2 separate regions of the Pan troglodytes genome follow, and region 1 is linked to region 2. The links are chromatin contacts, called in public Hi-C maps. All regions are on one chromosome and are shown on one strand. Each heading gives the region's core, a stretch centred on a gene start, on an enhancer-like site or on the middle of the called end of the contact. The rest is flanking DNA. Distances are from core to core; before and after follow the strand shown. Region 1 overlaps SPTLC2 (serine palmitoyltransferase long chain base subunit 2). Region 2 overlaps POMT2 (protein O-mannosyltransferase 2).

Region 1 (7,330 bases), core at 2,637-5,136, 230 kb after region 2:
AACTAATAATTTCACCATCTTCCTGAATTTCACTTATTATTAGCTTTAATTTGGTTCTATATAAACTTTTTTTTTGAGACAGAGTCTTGCTCTGTTGCCCAGGCTGGAGTGCAGTGGCTTGATCTTGGCTCAATGCTACCTCTGCCTCCCAGGTTCAAACTATTCTCGTGCCTCAGCCTCCCAAGTAGTTGGGATTACAGGCATGCATCACCACATCTGGCTAATTTTTGTATTTTTAGTAGAGATGGGGTTTCGCCATGTTGCTCAGGCTGGTCTCAAACTCCTGACCTCAGGTGATCCACCTGCCTCAGCCTCCCAAAGTGCTGGGATTGCAGGCATGAGCCACCATCCCCAGTGTGTGGTATATAAACTTCTGACGTCAGACTATCTACGTTTGTATCCTGGCTTGAGCATCTAGTAGCTGTATGGCTACAGCCAAGTCACTTAACCTCTGAGTTTGTTAAACTCATCTGCAAAATGGGAATGGCAATGGGGATGATGATGATGATGATAACTACCTACTAGATAAGGTTGTTTTAAGAAAATGGGATACTCTATTAAAGCACTTAATGAAATGCTTAAACACATGGTCTTTAAAAACTTATTTTATATTTACATATGTAAGATCATTTATATTATTATTATTATTTTCTATTTTTGTTATTTTACCTATAACAAGACCCATAATATTTTAAGGCCTATTCTTCTATCATCAAATTGGGAAAAACAGAAACAAATGGGCATATATCCTTTTTATCTTCTAGGGAGATATTAAAGACCTTGAGGAAAAAGAGAAAAGGCAAGCCAACAGGAGACAGGTTTTTTCTAACTCTAAGGCCCACACAGATACCAAAAAGAGAAAAAATTAATAAAAAAATTAGAAGGATCTAAGTGGTATTAAGAAATAATTGTAATCTAACACTAAGAAACTGTTGTTTATTCTGAGAATTCAAAAAAATGAAAATTTTACCTTAAGAGGCTTTTTTTTTTTTTTTTTGGAGATGGGGTCTCGTTGTGTCGCCCAGCCTGGAGTACAGTGGTGTGATCTCGGCTCATTGCAACCTCTGGCTCCTGGGCTCAAGTGATCCTCCTGCCACAGCCTCTCAAGTAGCTGGGATTACAGGTGCCTGCCACCAAGTCTGGCTAATTTTTATATTTTTAATAGAGATCGGGTTTTGTCATGTTGGCCAGGCTGGTCTCAAACTCCTAACCTCAAGTGATCTGCCAGTCTTGGCCTTCCAAAGTGCTGGGATTACAGGCGTGAGCCACTGTGCCCAGCCCCTTAAAGAGGCTTTTGAAGCTATATGTTATTTTTTTGTAGCTGGCACGTGGTTAAGTAGTCAAAAACAGATTGCTGACTGAATAAACTTCTTATTGTGGCTTGAACTAATAAAAAAACACAATCAAGCCAGGCAAGGTGGCTCACGCCTATAATCCCAGCACTTTGGGAGGCCGAGGCAGGCAGATCACCTGAGGTCGGGAGTTCTAGACCAGCCTGACCAACATGAAGAAATGCCGTCTCTACTAAAAATGCAAAATTAGCCGGGTGTGGTGACACATGCCTGTAATCCCAGCTACTCGGGAGGCTGAGGCAGGAGAATCGCTTGAACCTGGGAGGCAGAGGTTGCAGTGAGCAGAGGTCGTGCCATCGCACTCCAGCCTGCTAGCCTGGGCAACAAGAGCGAAACTCTGTCTCAAAAAAAAAAAAAAAGTAATAAGAAGGTCCTCTGGATATGTTTTGAAGATCAGATAGCAATAAAGGAATAATATGCCTTAAAAGGCCTGAAACATACAAAAAAAATGTAATGGACAGACTCCCAAAGTGCTGGGATTACAGGCGTGAGCACATTTTATTATTTTAAAGGTAGATCCCTCTCATTGCTAACATTTAATTCTGGCATAAGTCCATATATACCAGTTCCACTGAGGGGAAATGAGCGATATAACGCATGTTTAGTTGCAGAAGTAGTTCAGAATTACAAATATGCCATATATAATCTGTTCACAGAACCAAAAATACGTGTAACATGTAAAACCTAAGAATAAGGCAAAGTGTAACTGTACTCAGAAGGTATGTTTGCAAAACATTTTATTTATTTATTTATTTATTTATTTATTTTGAGTCAGGGACTCACTCTGTCACCCAGGCTGGAGTGGTGTGATCTCAGCTCACTGCAATCTCCACCTGCCAGGCTCAAGTGATCCTCCTGTCTCAGCACCTCAAGTAGCTGGGACTATAGGCATGAGCCACCATGCCTGGCTAATTTTTGTATTTTTTTGTAGAGACAGGGTTTCACCATGTTGCCCAAGCTAGTCTTGAACTCCTGGGCTCAAGTGATCCACCCGTCTTGGCCTCCCAAAATGGTAGGATTACAGGTTTGAGCCACCAGGCCCGGCCTACAAAATTTAAATATAAATAACAAACTAATTCTTACCAAAAGCAGCACATTCATCTATCAAGAGTAACCTCTTCCTAGCAATGCCTTATGATGGCCTACTTTCATTTAAATTACTATTTTGAACTTAGAAATGCAAGGACTCTGTGCACACAGACTGGATGATCTGGATATACACCCATTTAGAAGGAGGGGGGTCCATGTGGAAATGTGTTCTAACAGTAAGTCATCAAATTTTCTTTTTTAAAAAAGAAGCAGTCTTTCCTTCGCTCATCTTTTAAAATGATCAATGGTCACTTTCTTTGAACAGCTCTAAAGTGGGGGGAGAAGGCAGCAGATAACACTTTAAACTCTTGTCACAACACTTTCCAGATCAGTAAATTATATACTTATCACAAGTATCTAGATGGGATGCATCATGAATATATCTAAGAATATCTAGGCCAGGTGCAGTGGCTCAAGACTGTAATCCCAGTGCTTTGGGAGGCCAAGGCGGGTGGATCACCTGAGGTCAGGAGTTCGACACCAGCCTGGCCAACATGGAGAAACCCTGTCTCTACTAAAAATACAAACAGTAGCCAGGCATAGTGGCACGCGCCTGTAGTCGCAGCTACTCAGGAGGCTGAGGCATGAGAATGGTTTGAACCTGGGAAGCGGAGGTTGCAGTGAGCCAAGATTGCGCCACTGCACTCCAGCCTGGGCAACAGAGTGAGACAGACTCTGTGTCCAAAAAAAAACACAAAAAACAAACAAGAAAAACCCACAAAGAATATCTTAAAGTACCAAGTGAAAAGTGAAGAAGGAAGTAGGGTGAGAGGGAGAGTAGAGCATGTAAAGAAAAAAAAAGTCAGTGAAGATATTTTTAAAAACCAGAGTATACTGGTATTTGAATTTATTTCTTTTGTGTTTTTTTCACATTATCTCACAGAAAGATAAAGAATCTTTTCTAAAACTCAAAATGAAAATAAAAGAAATATTAGCTAACAGACAAGACAGATTGATCTTAACAACATGTTTCCCATAAGTCCTAACTAAATGGCACTGGAAAATCTTCCTGTTAAGAAAAGGAAAATAAATGGACCTTCAATAAGCTCTTTACAAGCAAAGGCATTTTCGTGCCCCAGAGAACAGTCTTGTAAAAGGGAGATTTATAAGGGACTTCCAGGAAGCAAGAGTTCAGTAATTTTCTAACACTGAAGCAAAATAATGGGAACTAGGTTTACCATCTCCAAGACACAACCCCTATTTTGCTAGACTGGCGACAAATATCAAAATGCTCAGCCGGGGCCACTGTCAAGCTAAAGAACATCAAAGCAGACAGATCTGCGTCTTCATATCCTAGGGATGCTGTTCTAAAGCAGCCCCTTGGTTTCCTATCTCCCTGTAAGAACTAGAACTGCTTTTGCTAACATCAAGTACTGCAGAGTAAATTCCTCTTAAAAGCACGGTTTATCACCCCCACCCTCTTGTGGCTTAATCCTTTAATTCATTTCAATGCCAAAAACTAGGATTTCCTGAGGACTGCCACAGGACGTACGACAAGCAGCAGGAGCAAGCTTAAAGTTGCTGATTCAATATAATCAGAAGTTTAAAAGAATGGTTGCTAATGCACAGCCAGAAACAGAGGGCCCTCCACAAAAGGCAGAAAAGAGGCCAAGTGCCTGTGAAAAATCAAGGAACTGAGTTTTAACGGGTGCCAACCCACAGGCAGGACAGAAAGTCTTTTGTTTGTTTGTTTTTGAGACCAAGTCTCACTCTGTTGCCTGAGCTGGAGTGCAGTGGCACGATCTCAGCTCACTGCAACCTCCACCTCCCGGGTTCCAGTGATTTTCCTGCCTTAGCCGCCTGAGTAGCTGGGACTACAGGCGTGCACCACCACACCCGGCTAATTTTTGTATTTTTAGTAGAGACAGGGTTTCACTACTATGTTGGCCAGGCTGGTCTCCAATTCTTGATCTCGAGTGATCCGCCCATCTTGGCCTCAGAAAGTCTTAATGGACCATTCTACTGTCCTCTGTTGGGGCTGGAACATATCACAGGCTACTCTGAGACAAAGAGATACGGAACGTGAACACTGTAGTAATGTATCTACCCACAGATGAAGACAGCTAGCAAATAAAGGTAATCTCTGGTAAAGGCTTGGCTTGGATTTAAGTTAACAGTTTTAGAGGTAGAAGGCAATACAATAAGACAATCAGAGTTTTACAAAACGATTAATACTAAACATTTTAACAACTTTATAGTGGGCAAGGCCATTTGTAGGTTATGTACTAAGTAATTTGAGGATTAATAGGTTATAAAAATACAAGCAGCTCCCCCAAAAAAAGTAAAACAAAAATAATTAATTCCAACTAGCCTTAGGAACCATGACCACAGATCTCTGAATGCTTAGTTCTGTTTTCCTCCTGCACCTAACTGGTTTCTAACTTCTCCACCTATGCCACTGATTCAATCAGCCAGAATCATCAGCTGTTCGGAAGGGAGTGTCAGCATCCCAGGCATTTACAGTTCCAGAAACAACCAAAAATGGCAACTTAGCTCTGCCAGCAAATGCCTGTCTTACAAGCCAAACATCTCCCTCATTTGTATCTTGACTTCCAGTTTCTTTTCCTTTTTCAATTACCATCAATCAGTAGAGCTGCTTTGGTTCTGAGGTAAACAAGTTAAAAGAAAAAAAAGAGGATTGTCAAAAAGACAATCCTCTTTTTTATTTTCTAGAGATAGGGTTTCCCTCTCTCATCCAAGCTGGAATGCAGTGGTGTGATCATAGCTGGGTTTGTGCAATTCCCCCGCCTTGGCCTCCCAAGTAGCTAGGATTACAGACGTGCACCACCACACCTGGCTAATTTTTAGAATTTTTTGTAGAGACAGAGGCTCATACTATGTCACCCAGACTGGTCTCAAACTCCTGACCTCAAGTGATCCTCCAGCTTCAGCCTCCCAAAATGTTACGATTACATCCCAAAATGTCAGGATTACCATATACAGCCTAAGGTTTTCTTTTCAATGCATATTCTAGGGCCTCATCCACCAAGACTCAGTAGGGTGGGTGGAACAAACTAGATCTTCATTTTTAACAAGCAGCAGTGGTTCCGAAATGGGGCCTTACATGAGAAGCATCTGGGGTGCTTTTAAATAACACCATGCCATGGCAGGGAGGCCTCGCCTCGAGATACTCAATGCGTGTACAGAAGGTCTCTAACACTGGCACTATTTTTTTTAAGCTTTCCTATGTGTAAGCAAGGTATGAACCACTGTACTAAAAGTACCTCTGATGCAGGTGGTCCATGGACAAAGTCTGAGAACGGGGGCTTAAAGAGTTCATGTTAATGAGGTCATTCTGAACCTCTGACAAAGACTCTCTCCTTTGACCAAACTTGAGTCAGGCTCCTCTTGGGAGTCCTTTCTGATAAAGTCCTGACGTTGCGCCTCCTTCTCCATTCTTGCAGAATCCAGTTTGAGCAATAATCCTGCTAAGTCAGATTAGAGAAAATCCCCTACATGACTACCCCTGGTATCTTATCACCCTGGCCTACCTTCAACAAGAATGCTGAAGGCAAGCATCCCCCTTACCCCTGATGTTTCCTCTTAGTATTTTTCTATCTACTCACTCCCACCCTGTTCCTTGGCTGTAAATCCTCATCTGTCCTTATTGGAGTCAGACTGCAGCCCACCCTCTCTCCCCCACTGGAAGACCCCATTGCAGTCATCCCTATGCTTATTACCATGGCCCCCTTGAAGGAAGTCTGCCTTATCATGTTTCACAAGTGACAGGAATAATTTTTTCTTTAACACCTCACTACTCACTGCCAAAGTAGATAGCAGGGAGGTAGATACAAATAAAATATTTAGATAATTAGAAAAACTATAGGTGACAATTAAAAATCAATTCCTTTTTGGAAAGCTTTCAAATCCGGCGAGCTCTTAGAAGGGTATCGGGCACTTTTTTTTTTTGAGATGGGAGTTTCACTCTTGTCTCCCAGGCTGCAGTGCAATGGCGTGATCTCGGCTCCCTGCAATCTCCACCTCCCAGGTTCAAGCCATTCTCCTGCATCAGCCTCCCAAGTAGCTGGGATTGCAGGCATGCGCCACCATGCCTGGCTAAATTTTTTTGTATTTCAGTAGAGACAGGGTTTCGCCATGTTGGTCAGGCTGGTCTCAAACTCCTGACCTCAGGTGACCCACCCGCCTCAGCTTCCCAAATTGCTGGGATTACAGGCGTGAGCCATCGTGCCCGGCCGGGTATCAGGTTCTTACTTTGAGCAGATTCCATCTATCAGGTCACTGGTTTATGCATATTAAGTATCTGCTATAAAGTTGGGGAACAGCTAGGATCAAGTCTATTTGATGAAAGATAAAGCCCTCAGACATAATTCTGGGGGGAGAAAAGCAATTCCAATTATGTGAAGGTTTAGAAAGTTAGAATTATTCTTCAACAAACAATAGACACTGGGCATCCTAACTGCTAGCTTCAAACTAACTCTGAAACAAGGCACAAAAGGAGAGAATGCTCTTGTTGCAAGAAACTTTTAATAGCATTTGGATTTGGAAGAAAAAGATAGCAGTGGAATAAAAAATAGACACACCATGTTGCAAAAGCTCTTGAGTATTCAGAATCCATTTCTGAAGCAGAAAGGTGGGGAAACGGCTACTGATCCACGGAGAGAAAACAGGGAGGCAAATGCCCAAAAGAGCTTTCATTTGTTGGGTTGATTACTCACAATTAAACTTTGGAAAATTAGCAGAAAATTAGAAACAGATTATAAAATAGTCTGTTTGAATAAAATGCTGTCATCACGCAACCTCAGAAGTAGAAGCAGATGGAGTTAGAAAAGCTACATTCTAGTTGGAGACAAGATATTGAGAAAACTTGTCCCATACGTGAGCTCAAATTTCTCCACCTGTAAGGTGGTCATATTGCTTGCTGACTTCAG
Region 2 (7,251 bases), core at 1,478-3,977:
TAGTACATTTTACCCAATCCTAAAATTAATTGAACTGGACCCACATATAGGGCCCTTGAATGTACTGATTTTCAGTTACATTCACAGAGTGGCAGCCCATTTCCCAAAAGCCATGGTATGGCTAAGACAACTTACCAAAGGTGAGGAGGGCAGCTGTGAGCAGTGCTGCCGAGAGGGACTTGGACAGATCCAGTACAGTGAGGTAGGCAAAGGGGACCAGCCAGGAGCCGAGGAATGCACAGAACTGTGGGAGGAATAGAGCAGCTGTCAAATAACAAGCTGAGCTAGGTCAGCGACCTACTGGACTCAGTACAACCTAACATTTAAGACAGGGGACCTGATGAAGGCATGACTTTGGTGACCTAAAGTCACCTAGGATATCTATAACTAAGAAAAGAGTATTGTAATAGTGAAGAGCCAAATCAAGCAATATATATGTTCCCATTAAGCAGCAACTTGTGCACTGACATGAAATCAGCAAGTTCAGCCAGGAAGGTGTGGGTAGGAGACAGGGAGAAAAGCAACCAAGTAGCTACACACCAGAAATAGAGAGAAGGGAAGAAAATGAGTGTTATTAACACACAGATAGTAATTGATAGCCATTAGCTTCTATTACACAACTGTAGGCACAAGTTGAGAAAGACCCCTCTGAAGGTATTTCAGAGAATTTTAAGGAACCCCTAGTTCTTTTCTTCATTTACACCAGAAAGCAGTCTTTAATCTACACAATGTACGTATTTTGATTTTGGGAAAAGGGATTGCTTGATACTTCAGTAGCTGGATACCTGTTTGGTTTTTTGTTTTTTTAAGCTGCTGGCCCTCTTCCATCCCCTACCTGTCCATCAAAATAAACAGACAAGCCAGAAGAATGGGAAATTCTCACGTTTGCTTGTCACATCCAATTATGTATGGTATGTGGTGTTCAGAAGTTATTAGGAAGACACAGAATCACTTAAGAACATGAACTTGAGGGTAGGATATACTCCTTGTTTAATATACCACGATATAGCCATGCAAATCATCTAACGATGAGGCCAAATAAGCACACAGCCATTTATTTAAACGCTGTGAAATCCTCAAGGAAAGGGGCTTATAAATGCAAACTTCTCTGAGAGGTCCACACTGGAGGTCAGCTTCTGCTGGCTTCATTCAGCCACACGTTCAAGGTTCCCAAAGAGTTGGGTGTTAAGGCCCTGCCATGTTCCATCAAGGCTGGTGCTGTAAATCAGGACACAGAGGGACTGCAGCAGACATTTGGCCTCCCTTCAAATAAGGCTGGAAAACTCTTTCTGTGTGCCTGAAACCTTCATGGGGAAAGACACAGGAACCTGGTGACAGGGTGTGGGGATGCCAAAATCTTCAGAAAAGGCTCTGAGATGTAGGCAACACTCCAGCAGCTGTGGCTGTGAGGGGAGGAGCAGGTAGCGTGCCAGTGCATGGAGGCACTGCTGGGGCTGCAGGAGACTCCTGATTGCCCGGGTTCCAGGCTGTTCTCCAACCTGAGGTCTGACAGTATACCGGGGCAGGGCAGCAGGTGGCAGTGCGTGCTTGCTTCTATCTATGTCATCTCTGTATTATTTGCGGCCTCCTCTTCCCTTCTTCCTCACCTCAGTTCTGAGTATCTACACCACAGGGGAGGGTCTGATCATCCTCCCCTCTCCTCACCACCCAAAGTCCCTTTATTTGCACCTGCCACCACGCCAGGGCTGCTAACTATAACATTTCTGGTTTAGTGTGGCCCCAGGGTTCAGTCAGTCCATTTCAAGTCAGGAAGCCTTACTCCTCTCATTCCCATGTAGCTGTGATGCTCATATTTATCCCCAGGCTTCTGGAACAAAAAGGTACCATCATATCCACTCAGGTAGCCAGCAAGACCTATCAGCATCTGAGGAGAGAAGAACAAACAAAAAGATGAGAAGCCTTTGGGAGAAGATTCCTCTGTCCTCTGAACTTCCCTCCAGCTGCACCCACAGACTTTGGGTTCCCTTGACAACTGTCCATAGAAAATGTTGCCAATGCAACATTTTCTCCTGCAGCTGCCACAGAGCAAAGAATCTTTTGTCTACAGAGCTCACTGCTTGAAACAAATCCTCTCTTGTATTATGGCCGAGGTCTAGGAACAGCACAACCTAAACACTCAGGAAGGAAAAAGAGCCCCACAATTTGAAGGGTAGAGTCAGTAAGGGGCTCTCTGACTCCGCTTTCCTTCAGATGGTATAAAATAAAACACGGCAGCTCTTGGGTCATGGGCAGAGGCTGATTCCTGGGGAATTGGCCTTTTGAAAGGAAAGTGAGATTCCAAGTCACAGTGAGAGAGAAAAGAGACCAAGGAGCTACATACCAGGAATAGAGACAAGGGAAGAAAATCAGACAGAGGAATGCAAAGACAGATGCTTTGCCCAGAGGGGAAGAGAAAAACTGCCAAAGGCCAGAGGCTGGTTTCTCCCATTCCTAATATTCCAAAGGAGGGCATCCTTGGTACCTCCCAAGCCAGAACAAATCACCTAGAAACTGAGACTGTGAGTCATGAATCCTTCAAAACCTTTGACAAGATCGGCCGTGTCTTTTGTATATTTCCTTGGCCATCAACATTATAAAATTCTATTTTTCACACAAGCAATCAGAAGCAGCTGAAGTATAAAAACTGCTGGCAAATGCCAACCATCTGGGACAGCCCCAGGCTGCTCCAGCCTGACCCCCGAGCTCTGGCAGGCTGTGTTGGGGGAGGGAATACACTGGCTGTATGGGGAAAGTCCCTCCTAGCCACACTTGTGGGACTTGGATTTAGACTACTAACCAACCCACTTTTTTCTCTAAGTAGTTCTAAACAGAGCCAGTCTCTATAGCTCCAGGTCAAGGTATAGAAGCCAAAGTCTGGCAGTAAAAGACAACAAAGACTTGTTTTTAAAAAGGAAGGCAGGGACCCCAGGGTTCAGACAGGGTCATCCAAATAGCTAGATGAACTAAAGCTGCCAAGTGGCAATCAAATGGATCCCTCTTCCCACCTGGGATCTCGCAGGACAAGCTCGCCTGGTACTGGTCATACATTTCCAGACTGCTTGGCTGGTCTGGAGAGAAGAAATGTACAGATGCTTTGGATCTCAGTGCCCTATATTCTAGTTCTCTGATCACGGACAATATTTAGTATCTCTGAGCTATAGGTAATAAAAACTTCCTCACAGGGGGCATGAGGATTAGAGGTGCTATTAAGTAAACACCTAACACTATACCAAGCACTTGGAAGACACTCAAAATTCAATTCTCTCTCAGTTCCCTTAAGGTTAAAAGTAGCCCCAAGTTAATTTCTTCTTCTTTTTTTTTTTTTTTTTTTTGAGACGGAGTCTCGCTCTGTCACCCAGGCTGGAGTGCAGTGGCACAATCTCAGCTCACTGCAACCTCTGCCTCCTGGGTTCAAGCAATTCTCTGCCTCAGCCTCCCGCATAGCTGGGATTACAGGCATCTGCCACCACGCCGGGCTAATTTTTGTATTTTTAGTAGAGGCGGGGTTTCACCATCTTGGCCAGGCTGGTCTTGAACTCCTGACCTCATGATCCACCCGCCTCAGCCTCCCAAAGTGCTGGGATTACAGGCATGAGCCACCATGCCTGGCCCCAAGTTAATTTCTTAACTAAACAACTCTTTCAAATCAATAGAAAAAAAATGAATTACTAGAAAAAAATGACAAATTCATAGAAAACAAAATACAAATGGCTAACATATGAAAAAATGTTCAACCTAACTCATACAGTCATGCAAATGAAAACAGTGATATGTCACTTTTTACTCTCCAATTGACAAAGGTTTTTTTTTTTTTTTTTTTTTGAGATGAAGTGTTGCTCTTGTCACCCAGGCTAGAGTGCAATGGTGCGATCCCAGCTCACTGCAACCTCCGCCTCCTGGGTTCGTGCGATTCTCCTGCCTCAGCCTCCCAAGTAGCTAGGATTACAGGCACCTGCCACCACGCCCGGCTAATTTTTGTTTTTTTAGTAGAGACGGGGTTTCACCATGTTGGCCAGGCTGGTCTTAAACTCCTGACCTCAGGTGATCCGCCCGCCTCGGCCTCCCAATGTGCTGGGATTACAGGCGTGAGCCACCGCGCCCAGCCAACAAAGTTTTTAAAGTATGATCGTACCAGTGCTGGCAATGATGTGGGGAAGAAAGCACTGTCATACACTGTTGGTGGGAGTATATATGATTACAACATCTTTGCAGGAAAACTTAGCAATATCTAACTCAATTTTAAATGTGCATATTCTTCGATTTTTTAGCTTGGCTGCTGGGAATTTTTCATATATACCTGCACGACTATACAACGATATATGTACAAGGATGTTCACTGCAATATCTTTTGTAATGACTAAAAACTGGAAATAACATACATGCTGCCCACCAACTGAAGAGGGATAAATACTTACAGCACATCTACATAATAGAATGACACACGGCCATTAAACAGAATGAAGTGTATCTTCATGTGCTAATGTGGAAAGAAGATATATCATGTTTCAAACACAAGCTGCTGAACAACTGTAGTCTTATCCCATTTGAGTTTTTAAAAAGAATTGTGTTATATATAATGTTGTTCATATGTACATATATAAAAACATACACGCTTGTATTTGTATAAAAGAATTCCTAGAGGAATATAAGAAACTATTGACAAAGATGACCGTGGTTACCTCTGCGGACTAGAAATGTGGTGGATGAGGCTTCTGACCCTGTACTTCCTTCTGTCTACTACGTGCAGGCTTTTTTATGTTTTAAGTTCCTGTTTGACTGGAGCCGCCAGGTGCCCAGGGTTGGTAGGCAATGTGAAGTGGCAGGTCTTGGCCTCAGTAGCAAAGGAGAAAACTTCCTGCTTGCCACTTGGAGGGGTTTTGATTCCTTTACTGGCTTGGCCTCAGAACCTGCAGAAGCTACTGCACCCTCTCACAGGTTTCCAGTTTGCTCATCACTCTCTTTCAACCAGACAGAACACAGAACCATCAGGAGCTAAATTAGGGATGCAGATGGGCTGCATTCCCTGAGGGCAGCCTTAGAAGCCTCACACTTCTCCCTTCACACAGGCAACCAGATGTGAGGAAGGCAAGGCTTTGATATAATATTATTATTTTTATTTATTTATTTATTTTTGAGATGGAGTCTTGCTCAGTCGCCCAGGCTGGAGTGCAGTCGCACGATCTCAGCTCACTGCAACCTCTACCTCCCAGGTTCAAGCTGTTCTCCTGCCTCAGCCTCCCAAATAGCTGAGACTACAGACGTGTGCCACCATGCCCAGCTAATTTTTGTATTTTTAGTAGAGATGGAGTTTCACCACGTTGGCCAGGCTGGGCTCGAACTCCTGACCTCAGGTGATCTGCCCACCTCAGCCTCCCAAAGTGCTGGGATTACAGGCATGAGCCACCACGCCTGGCCTAAGGCTTAGGTAAATTAAACAAATCAGCCAGTCCTGTGCACATGCCCACAGTGCGCTGAGAACCAGGAAAACTCCAAAAAAGAACGGGCAGTCCCCACAGAAAGACTGGGCTGGGTTTCCTGTGAAAAATCTTCATCAGAAATCTGGTTCCCAGGCGAGCTCCATGCAAATATTCAACATGTTCTGTTGTTTAATTCTATGGTAGTAACAGATGTAGTCTGAGGAGAGAGCCAAGGCAAGCTTGTGAGGCACTGTGGTGTCATGATTAAGAGAGAAGGCTCTACGCCAGCCTGAACCTTGATTCTGCCACTTACTAGCTTGGTTCCCTATGACAAACTACTTATCTTCCTTCAGTTCCCCATCTGTGTAATGGGGATGCAACAATACCTACTTTATAAGGTTGTTCTGAGGCTTACATGAGATAATGCCTCTAAGGTGACTAGAACAGAATAAATGTTTTTAATTGTTCTTGTTATTGTTGTTATAGTATAAAAGAGATAGGAAGAGGCATAATATGTTCTACACTTTTCTTGGGCTCAGAGCCAATTTTGAAATAGGCTACCTGTTCTACCTCGCTTCCCATCCCTCCACCCTGTAGGGCCCCCTGCTCTCATGCTTCCTTAAGCCCAACCATAGGTGATCTTTGTGATCTTTGATAAAAGATTACACTCCCTGCCTCCTCCCGTCTTCCCTGCTCCTGCCTTTATCCCCCAAGTACTACATGCTCCAAGATCCCTCCCCACTTAATCACAGGAAAATTCCTGTCCCCTTGGTGCCCAAGATCTAAGTCTCCAGTTAGGAAGAAAGCCTTGAGTGAATTCCAGGGCTAATCTGAGAGCCTTCTCAGAGGTTTTTGTTTTTAAAAGACTAAAATGGGCCAGGCGTGGTGGCTTGCCTGTAATCCCAACACTTTGGGAGGCCAAGGCGGGTGGACCACCTGAGGTTGGGAGTTCAAGACCAGCCTGGCCAACATGGTGAAACCCCGTCTCTACTGAAAATACAAAAATTAGCCGACGTGGTGGCGGGCGCCTGTAATCCCAGCTACTTGGGAGGCTGAAGCAAGAGAATCACTTAAACTTGGGAAGCAGAAGTTGCAGTGAGCCAAGATTGTACCATTGCACTCCAGCCTGGGCGGCAAGAGTGAAACTGTCTCAAAAACAAACAAACAAAAAAAGAGTAAAGTGAATTCTAATTGGTTGAATTTCTAATGGTAAAACATGTGAGAGAAACAGATCAAACCATGTGTATGCTGGGCATGGGAAGGGAGAAAGAAGTCAGCCCCATATGGATATCAGCCTCGTAAGCTATTTCTGCTTCATGCAATGTATTCCTATTTCTTTTTTCTTTTTTAAAATTAAGACAAATTCACATAACATAACATCCACCATTTTAAAGTGTGCAATGGGTGGTTTTAAGTATATTCACAAGATTGTGCAATCATCACCACTACCTAATTCTGTAACATGTCATCACCCCATAAAGAATCCCCACACCCATTTGCAGTCACTGCCTAATCCTCCCTCCCCTGAGATCCTGGCAACCACTAATCTACTTTGTGTCTCTGCGGATTTGTCAGTTCTAGATATTTCATATAAGTGGAATCACAGGGTATGTAACCTTTTGTGTCTGGCTTCTTCCATTTAGCATGTTTTCCAGGTTCATCCATGTTGTAGCATGTATCAGAACCTCATCCCTTTTTATGACCAAATATTATTCCACCATATGGCTGTGCCACACTTTGTTCATCCCTCCCTCAGCTGATGGGCCCTCTTTCCATTTCTGAGCCCAGAGGACCCTTAAAAAACACCAGAGATTTTCCATGAAAGTAGCTGGTC

What was found. A called contact is a pair of places that touch in the nucleus more often than the background predicts.
Region 1: a contact with region 2 is called in a Hi-C map of stem cell-derived neural progenitor cells, with 3 times the contacts expected there. The contact joins two enhancer-like sites.

What each region holds. Positions count from the first base shown.
Region 1 is chr15:75,490,570-75,497,899 of NHGRI_mPanTro3-v2.0_pri, forward strand. All of the region lies in intron 9 of SPTLC2 (serine palmitoyltransferase long chain base subunit 2), which reads right to left. Among named protein-coding and RNA genes, the nearest start is that of ISM2, 40 kb to the left of the region's middle. Within about 2 kb of position 3,887, at least 6 of the 24 cell types and tissues checked have an H3K27ac peak or open chromatin away from gene starts, as enhancers often do. A contact at or near this core is called in stem cell-derived neural progenitor cells, where this site is marked.
Region 2 is chr15:75,258,209-75,265,459 of NHGRI_mPanTro3-v2.0_pri, forward strand. It overlaps POMT2 (protein O-mannosyltransferase 2), which reads right to left. Exons shown (of 22, transcript XR_010151242.1): 3 at 1,781-1,885; 4 at 136-244. Among named protein-coding and RNA genes, the nearest start is that of POMT2, 13 kb to the right of the region's middle. Within about 2 kb of position 2,728, at least 11 of the 24 cell types and tissues checked have an H3K27ac peak or open chromatin away from gene starts, as enhancers often do. A contact at or near this core is called in stem cell-derived neural progenitor cells, where this site is marked.